Regions from separate parts of the Rattus norvegicus genome. Here all the other regions are linked to region 2. Evidence: chromatin contacts called from public Hi-C data. All regions are on one chromosome and are shown on one strand. The core of a region is the stretch at or near the end of the contact, and the rest is flanking DNA. Distances in the headings are between cores, read along the strand shown.

Region 1 (2,861 bases), core at 1-2,500, 500 kb after region 2:
TATGTGAGAATCTGCTCATCTTGGAGCTACCAGATCTTGGGGTTCAGAGTTTAGCATTTTGAATACAAACAGCACCAAGCCATTCTCCTATACCCAATACCCACCACTTTGTGGGGGGCTCTTCCTAGATGGTTTTCTTTCCAAGTCTTCTTTGTGATTTAATAACCTAAGCATTTTTCACAACCTCTGAAATTAGAAACTGAATCACTTAATTTCCTAATAACCTTATAATTAGACTCTCTGAAATCACCCCCTAAAACTGGTGTTCCCCTGGAAAGCATCAGATTCTGTCGCCACTTTATCTCTAGCTAGCTTTTACCTCTGAAAAGATACTCATTTAGGCCTCCAGTTTTCATGCCTAAAACTGTATGAAGCAACATGGAGCCCAGCCTGACTACAGTCTGTGCCCATGGTGAGCATAAGCTTTGCTAATGAGTGCTTCTGTGCAGCGACAGCTGAGCCAGGTGAGTGACAGGAAGCATGGCTTACACGCCTATGCTGTTCACTCTCACCCTTTCTAGGACAAACATACACTAACCTGTGGATGAGAAGATCTCTCAGCTAGTTATCCAGAGTCTGCTGATCTCTATAACCCTTCATGATAAAGTGTAGAAAGACAAGCGTTGCTGGCCTAGAACTTGCTATGTGGACCAAGGATGACCTTGAACTCCTGTTGCTTCTGCTTCCTGAGTGCTGGAATTAAAGGCAATTGCCATCACACCCAGCCTAGAAATACACATTAATATAAAATTTGCTCCCTAATGTTTCATCATAACTGGCTTATTAAAATCACCATGACCAACAGCAAAAACATCCTAGAAATAGCTTTGTTTTAAGATGTAACAACTAATCACGGGAGTGGGAAAATGACTCTAGTTCACTATTTCATCTGGAACACTTTGTGATGTTCAGATCTTTTCGTCCCATTGAGGATCCTCACATTCAGGGTTGCAGGGCTGTGAGTAAAGTGTGCTGAGGAATTTCATTATATGCTTTATTGGTTTTTAAAATGATACAGTTTTTAATGACAGCCTGCAAGTTTATAACTAAAGCTTCGTAAATGTCGCAAGTGCATGCTCTAAAAGTTAAAATCAAACAAAAACCCCATCAGTTGACTTCCAACCAACACTCATGGCTAAGGAGCCTCATTCATGACCGTGTAGGCTTTGTTCCACTGTTACAAAGTAGCATGAGTCAGTGTCCTTCAGGAGACTCTGCAGATGTAAAAGCTGAGTGTGTGACAACTCAGTCTATGGCTTCCAAAGAAGCAGAGCATGTGCTACTTGTTTTTCCATGGCTGACTTAGTTTATTACAGTGTCCTTTATAATGTCCTTTTCACGATGCTAGTGACAGAAGTCCGTTTGTCTTATGGCAGAATAATACTCCATTGTGTGTGCATGACATCTTTCCCTATATCCGGCCATTCCAAGGTCTCATATATTGTAAAGCTATAAGCCTGCGAGTGCAGTTGTCTCTTCAGTATTTTGAGAATCATTAGAGTTCCTAACACAGTGCACATATGTTGAAAACATGTGTTTTATAATCGTGTATCTCAGTCTTTGACTTGAGTATCTTTTGAAGAAAAATCTAATTAAAAAGTCAATGACATTATGAAAGTTTTAATGATGTCTAGAGAATTAAAACCAACAAAAAACTAAGGAATTTGGCTTCGTCATGATGCTGTGTGCTTTTAATCCCAGCACTCAGGAGTCAGGTACAGGCAGATAATCAGTGAGTTCCAGGCCAGCAAGGCCTACATAGTAAGACTGGTTTTTTGTTTCTTTTTGCTTTTTAAATCCACTTGTTCTGAATGTTTGTAGAACTACACCTGATTGTTGGTTGCAAGCACAAATTAAATATTTAATATTATATTACTCTCCTGTGAAACTCTCACTAACTTGTAAATAGTGTAATATTTTATTTCAACAGATTTGTTTCAGCTGGTAGTAATGATACATTAAGCCCAGTACTCAGAGCATTGGGAAGATCTCTGAATTTCAGACTAGCCAGGGCTATCTATGGACATACTGTCTCAGTAAACAGACAAGCCCATTTCATACTGGGCTCTACGGTAATGAAAGTAACGTGTAAAATCATGTGTGTTTCTGTATGTGTGTGCGTGTCTGTGTCTGTGCATAGTGCTTCTCCTTAGACCTGTCTTCTGCGGCTCTGGAGGCAATGAAGTGCTCAGTTTACTTTGCCTGGTATTGTTTGTTTTAATAAAATGCTATATGAGTTCTCCTGTTCTTTATGTCTTCTCTAGGTCTTCAGGTAGTTTCTTTTATGTAGCGATACTCTAAATGTTCAGTGATTGCGTGAAATGATGAACCTGCCACCAACACCCGACCACAGCATTGTTAGGCCTCGCCAACTTGAGTGTCACTTTTCACATGTAGAGCAGCTAAGATCAGTGTTGGGATACAGTGCTGGGAAGGAAGCTGGGGGGTTGCTCAGATTTTCTAAAATTATTTATTTTATGTGCATGGATGTTTTACAGAACTGTGTGAGCATATGGGAGCGCTTGGTGCCGTCAAAGTCTAGTTGATATTATAGGATCTTCTGGGACAAGGGTTACAGATGATTGTGTTCTTAACTAGTATGTTAGTTAGTCCCTGGAATCTTTCCTAGTAATATTTTTATGACTCAGATTTTTAACATTCTTATCCTAGAACATTAGTCTGGTATTATAGCATGGTTGTATAAATGTAAACTAAAAAGCTTTCACAAAATCCGTTGAGTTGTTTATTTTATCTCTGCTTGGAATTCATATTGTAAAACCAGTGCATCAATGTATGAATAGATACAAAGTTGACAATATTTTTTTTCTCTTCTGTAGGTCCTAGGAACACCAACAAGGGAG
Region 2 (2,906 bases), core at 219-2,718:
GGCTACCCGGGTCCTGAGGGATTGAAAAAGCAAGTGGCCATTTCCCTAGGGCTGCACGGCTCCTGGCAATACCCTGAATTAATGGTTGTTTGCCTCTGGTTTAACAAAAGAAAAGGAATCTGGGGTGTTTGCCCAGAGCCTTTAAAAATAACCTCATGCTACCGACCTAAACAATGTTTTAGGGACATTTTATTTTTGCCCCGAGAGAGGCATAGCTCTTTTATGAAAGAAAAGTTGCTTGTTTTGTTTTGGGACTGGTTCTCACTTTGCAGACCAGGCTGGCCTCTGCCACTGTGCCTCTCCCCAGTAAGTTGCTGATTTTTGAAGGAGAGGTTTGGGTTCTGACCTCTGAAGAGAAGAGGGGGGTGGTCATAGGAAGGTCCTTTATGGGGAACAAGCATCCTAGTCGAACATCTGAAAATCTGCCCCTCCTTCACGTGATGCTCATATCCACTGCCTATTGCCCAGTGGTCTCCCTTGCTGACCCAGGACCACTCCCCGCGGGTGTGGCCGCCCCAGTCTATAGCTGCAGACTCCTATCTTGTTCCTGTTGCTCCAGTGCTGTGGGTCCTTCTTTGTCTCTCCCTCAACCGCTGCTCCCGGCCTCTGGACTTGCATTTCCCATACAGAAGTCTCGCCTTTGTGTCCTTTAGGAAGAGCAGGGCTTCTGCCTTGTTTAATAGCAACCTTAAGGAGAGGAGAAGAGGGAGAGAGGCAGGAAGGGAGGGGGAGACAAAGAGGGGGAGGGGAGAGGAAGAGGGGGAGAGGGAGGGGAGGAAGAAAAGGAAGGAAGGAGGAGAGACAGAGAGAGAGAGAGAGAGAGAGAGAGAGAGAGAGAGAGATATTTTTCTATCTCTCAGAGAACATTCTGCTCCTTGCAGGTTTTTTTTTTCCTCTCTCGCAGATCTGAAGACGGAGGGAAGAGGGAAGGCAAGGAGAGCCGGGCGTGCCTTGGCTACTGTGGAGTTGGGTTCACCTTAGGACTTATTTTGGATGGCCTCCAACCTAGACTGGGCAGGCCCACCCCCTAAGCATAGAGGTCTTGTTTAGTACCAGCGTCATATTTGAGGCAAGCAGATGAAAGTCCAGAAAAAGTCCCCCTTTCAGGCATATTTGCAGCACTTACTTGCGCGACACGTATTCAAGAAAAATGTTTGTTCACCCTCCTGCATGCCCTCCCATCAGCATGGGCCCTTCATAGATGCCTCCTCTGGGCCTTAGGACCTTGGCAATCAGACAAGCTCTGGCATTAGGCAGCAGGATTTGGAAAAGCCAAGACCTTGGGAAAGGAAAAAAAAAAGTCTTAAGTAGCCAAAGCTGGGTTACGTAATCCTATTTCTCTTGGGATCCGGATGGTGAGGTTCTTCAGAGTAGCCAGTAGGGGGAGCTCAGGGCGTTTATCAGAACTCCAGCGATCCAATGGTCAGGAGCCAAGTCGAGGCACAAATAAAACAATGAGCCTTTGTGATTTCTCTTTCAGCTCTTAATTCCGAGAGGCTTCAACCAGGACGGCCTGATCCCCACCCTGCGAGCTTCTCCCAGGGCGCCTTAATAGGCTTTCCGGAGTCTGTAGAATCAAACTCCCCGCCCGCCCCCTCCTCCTAAGTCTCAAGTTGGTTTCCCAGGCTCTCTTAGCCTCCCTGCCTTGCTTTTGTCTTCCTCCCTTTCCTGTCTCTTCAGTTTCTTTGTTTCTCTGCACTATCCTCGAGTCACTAGTACAAACTATGAAAAATGTGTGGGGGATGAGCCCACCCCCAGACAGAACTCTGAAATACACCAAAGCCTGGCACTTTGAATACAATCTAAAACATGTTGGTAAGCAAAGATGGCGAAGTCCGCCACCACGTGGCTGTGCGGTCACATCTTTCACGTTATTGTCTTTACATTAAGCGGCCCTTTGCCAACACAAAGCAGCTGTTGGGTGACTTGACTACCTCACTAGCTACGGAGACTGGGTCTTTCAGAGAAGGCACTGCCAGCTTACAACGGTTAACTCCAGTTACTGGCTTTCTGATTTTTGAACACTGGTCTCTCGAACAGTTCTAGAGCATGATGGAATTTTTAGAGTCAGGGACTGTTGTAGTCCAGATAAAAAAAAATGGAAATCTGCCCTGTGCCTCAATCTCCCTTGACCTGTGAGGTTTGGGTTCCCTGGGTGGGTGTGGGCCAGAAGGACTTCCTTTTTCCTTTTGGTTTTGTTTTGAGATAAGGCCTCACATAGCCCAGGTTGGCCTCCTTGAACTCACTAAGTATCTATGGATATCCTCGTGTCCCTGATTTTTGCCTTCTCCTAAGGGATAGGATTAAAAGTATGCACCACACTTCGGTCAAGTACCTATCTTTATTCACAGAAAATTTCTCTTAGGAAAACACTCATTGTATTTCTCTCCAAACTTAAAATTACTGGTGTGAGTGTGTGTGTGTATCTTTGAGGAAAATAGAGATTACATTCTCCCTGGGCTTTTGGGCCCTAGGGAATCTAGAAAACATGGCTAAGAATGTTTGTTAAATGCCAGAAGGTTAGATGACAGTCGACTGGCATAGCTTACCCATGACCAGAAGCTGTTTGGTCTGAAGATTTAAGAGGCACTGTGAAGGGAGGTTCTCTCAAACCTGATGCTGTGGTGGTATGAGCATTGCGGCCTCCTAATTTATGGCCATATGAATTCCATGGCCCCGCCTCCCATTCCAATAATAGTCACGTGAGTCCCTGAGAGGAAGAAACTAATGAGATTGGATAGGGCGCAATACCCTTCAAGTTAGGCATGCTAGCTCCCTCCAGGAACCAAGGCCGGAAGCTGAGGTCTTGTGTAACCGCGTCCTTGCCATGCTCAGTACTCGGTGACTGCTCTTACTCCCTAGTTCCAAAAGCTAACAGGGTAAGTGTAAGATCCAGGTACGAAGTA
Region 3 (2,816 bases), core at 286-2,785, 390 kb after region 2:
GCTCCGATGCTGCAGACCAATGAGATGGCACTTTATAGATGCACTCCCTCCGCTTTCGTCTTCTCCCCGCCTCAAAGAGGGAGGGGAGGCTCTGACTGGCCAGATGTCCTCGGAAGCCCCCTTCCCTTCACCAATCACTGAGAAAAGAACACGCCCGGTGGAGTTGTCCAGCCAATGAGGAAACGGGCGCGGTGCCCAGCCGAGTAGTTCCTCCCGCGACTCGGGAGTTTCGCTGTCCTTAACTCTTCAGGCTTCCCCCTGCGGGCCTAGAGCTCCGATTGGCCACTGTCGCTATTGTCGAATCTTTTCTCCAGCCAGCCACAGAACAAGGCGAACCCTCTTTCCCTCTTTTCGGCTACCTTCGGCATTCCTCGTTGCCGGGGCGTGGTCTCCCAGCGGCGTCTCCTCATTGGTTATTTAGGCCGCTCGGCTTTTTCCGGCCGGAGCTGCAAGCAAACGACGTCTTTGATTGGTTCCAGCTTAGGTTTCGGCTCCACAGCCGAAGCTGGCGGGCGCGGGCTCGGCGAGCGATTCCCAGACGCCTGTTACGCGGGCGGCGGGGCGCTGGGCGGTGTAAGGCTGGGTGGGGGAGGAAGGAGGCGGAGGACGAGTAGGAAGGGGGAGGGGGGAGTGGGGAAGGGCTAGGCGACTGCGCAGACGGCGCGCCTCGCACAGAGCAGCCCCCGACCCGGCCGAATGCGGGCTTGTGTCGCCGCCGTCGCCGCCGCCTGGGCCGAGTGACAAAGGAAGGAAGGCAGCGAGGAGGAGCCGTCCCTGCAGCCGCTGACAGGGCTTCGGGCTCGGGGCACAGCGCGGACACTTCCCGAGCAGCCGCTCAGCAGAGGCGAGGGGCGGAGGCCGGCCGTGCCGGGGCCGCGGACGGGGGAGGGGACCCCGAGGGACGGAAGCGGTTGCCTGGTTCCCATGTCCCCGGCGTATGGGGAGCAGTCAGGGAGCCGCTGCCTGGGGTCTGAAGGGAGCTGCCTCCGCCGCCGCTGCCGCCATGGCCGCTGGATCCAGCCACCGCCTGCAGCTGCTCCTGGCGCAATGAGGAGAGGAGCCGCCGCCGCCACCGCCCGCCACTGACTCGCGACTGCGCTGCCCTCCGATTCACCCGGCCGCCGCCGCCGTCAGACCGCCGGATCCCTCTGCTGCCGGAGCCGCAGCGTTTGCCGTCGCATCTCCGAGCCATCTCCTCCCTCCTTCCCATCCCCCTTCTCTTCAAGCGTGAGGCTCGTGATCCTTCCGCCGCTTCCCTTCTTCATTGACTCGGAAAAAAATCCCCGAGGAAAATATAATACTCAGAGTACTTATTTTCAATCAAGTATTTGCCCTCGTTCACGTGATATATATATATTTTTTAAGGATTCCACTCCACCCTTTTTCTCCTCTCCCAGGAAAGGGAGGTGAAAGAATTATATTTTCCCCCCAGCTCTAAATCATCTATGTGTTAAATATCCGTACCGATCTGTCTTGAAGAAATACATAGCTCCTTTTTTTTTTCTTCTTAAATAGCTATACAAAAGGAGTGAAAGGCCAAGAGAACGAAGTCTTTTTTTTTTTTTTCTTGCGGGAGAACTTAATGCTGCATTTATTATTAACCTAGTACCCTAACATAAAACAAAAGGAAGAAAAGGATTAAGGAAGGAAAAGGTGAATCGAGAAGAGCCATCATGTCGGGGCGACCGAGAACCACCTCCTTTGCGGAGAGCTGCAAGCCAGTGCAGCAGCCTTCAGCTTTTGGTAGCATGAAAGTTAGCAGTGAGTATCGATTTTATTTTACACCCTTTCTCCACCTCACCATTAAGATAAGAAACCTCGAAATACCAGGATCTAAACTAACAGACCTGATAGAACAGTCAGTCAGCCAGTGGTAGTGGAAAAGGGCAAAACCTGTCTTGACTCAAGATGAGGCAGCTCCTTTTTCTCCTCCCATACCCATACCCCCCTCCCCCAGCCTCATTAACCTTGAATTGAGAGAATATTAGTTTTATTTGGCTGATTGGATTCGAAACTTATTTTCTTACGTTCTCCGTGCTGTTGGTAGTCAGTCTTTTCAAGTGCCCCAGTGCCTCCGGGTTAAGCGGTGGAAGCTTTCGCTTGCCCATCCCTTTGAATAAAGAGGACAACGCTTGATTAATAAACCATGATGTACATTTGCCGAGTCCGTGTCTTCTGGAATGAGGGGGTTTATTTTAGTTAGCTCAGGTTATCACGGGTCTGCATTCTAAATAGAGATACTAAATGCCCCAGCCTCCTAATATTTCCTTTTTGCCTGTGTGACTACACAAAGTATTTTTGAATCTGGGGAGGAACTTGCTTGGTAACCCACATTCCCGTTGGAGGCGAGCTAGTATCCATCCCTCACTCTTCTCCGGGCTGGTGGGAGCTGAGAAATATCCCGCAGCAGATGCATCTCTGAGTGCATTGTTTTTAATTTTTAAGTGGTTTAATGTGTTATCTCTTAACCTTCCTGTTTTGACATTACCAATCTGCCACCATATAATTTGTGTAATCAAAAGGTAACTTGGAGATTCAACTTTTGATTGAGGTTGTATTGCCATATTGCCAAATACTAAGTTAAGTGTTGTCACTGACTGTCATTTAAGTTTAATTTTGAAGTGGTGTTGCATTTATTACTTGTTAATTTTTTTTTTAAAGAGTACAAGTGGATACCTTTTTAGGCTGATTTAAAATGTATCTATGAGTATCTGTCAGTCTTTTGCTGGGGAATCTGTGCTGAAAAAAAAAAAAAGTCTGTGTTCTTGAAGTGTTTGGTATACCGAGTATCCAGTGTTCAAATGTATCTATTTGTG

The links. Hi-C and Micro-C count contacts between places; a contact is called where the count stands out from the background.
Region 1: a Hi-C map of Schwann cells shows a contact between it and region 2, with 8 times the contacts expected there. The contact joins two enhancer-like sites. A contact is called at or near these places in 5 of 12 Hi-C or Micro-C datasets (the A7r5 cell line, Schwann cells, frontal cortex and 2 more).
Region 3: a Hi-C map of frontal cortex shows a contact between it and region 2, with 1.8 times the contacts expected there. The contact joins the promoter of Gsk3b here to the enhancer-like site in region 2. A contact is called at or near these places in 2 of 12 Hi-C or Micro-C datasets (Schwann cells and frontal cortex) and 1 of 1 datasets of contacts at active chromatin or transcription factors (oligodendrocytes).

What each region holds. Positions count from the first base shown.
Region 1 is chr11:76,040,725-76,043,585 of GRCr8, reverse strand. Gsk3b (glycogen synthase kinase 3 beta) reads left to right here. Exons shown (of 11, transcript NM_032080.1): 8 at 2,838-2,861. Among named protein-coding and RNA genes, the nearest start is that of Nr1i2, 76 kb to the right of the region's middle. Within about 2 kb of position 1,250, at least 2 of the 93 cell types and tissues checked have an H3K27ac peak or open chromatin away from gene starts, as enhancers often do. A contact at or near this core is called in Schwann cells, where this site is marked.
Region 2 is chr11:76,543,338-76,546,243 of GRCr8, reverse strand. No RefSeq gene overlaps it. Among named protein-coding and RNA genes, the nearest start is that of Ndufb4, 24 kb to the left of the region's middle. Within about 2 kb of position 1,468, at least 59 of the 93 cell types and tissues checked have an H3K27ac peak or open chromatin away from gene starts, as enhancers often do. A contact at or near this core is called in Schwann cells, where this site is marked.
Region 3 is chr11:76,151,968-76,154,783 of GRCr8, reverse strand. It overlaps Gsk3b (glycogen synthase kinase 3 beta), which reads left to right and starts at 1,535. Exons shown (of 11, transcript NM_032080.1): 1 at 1,535-1,761. The coding sequence starts at 1,674.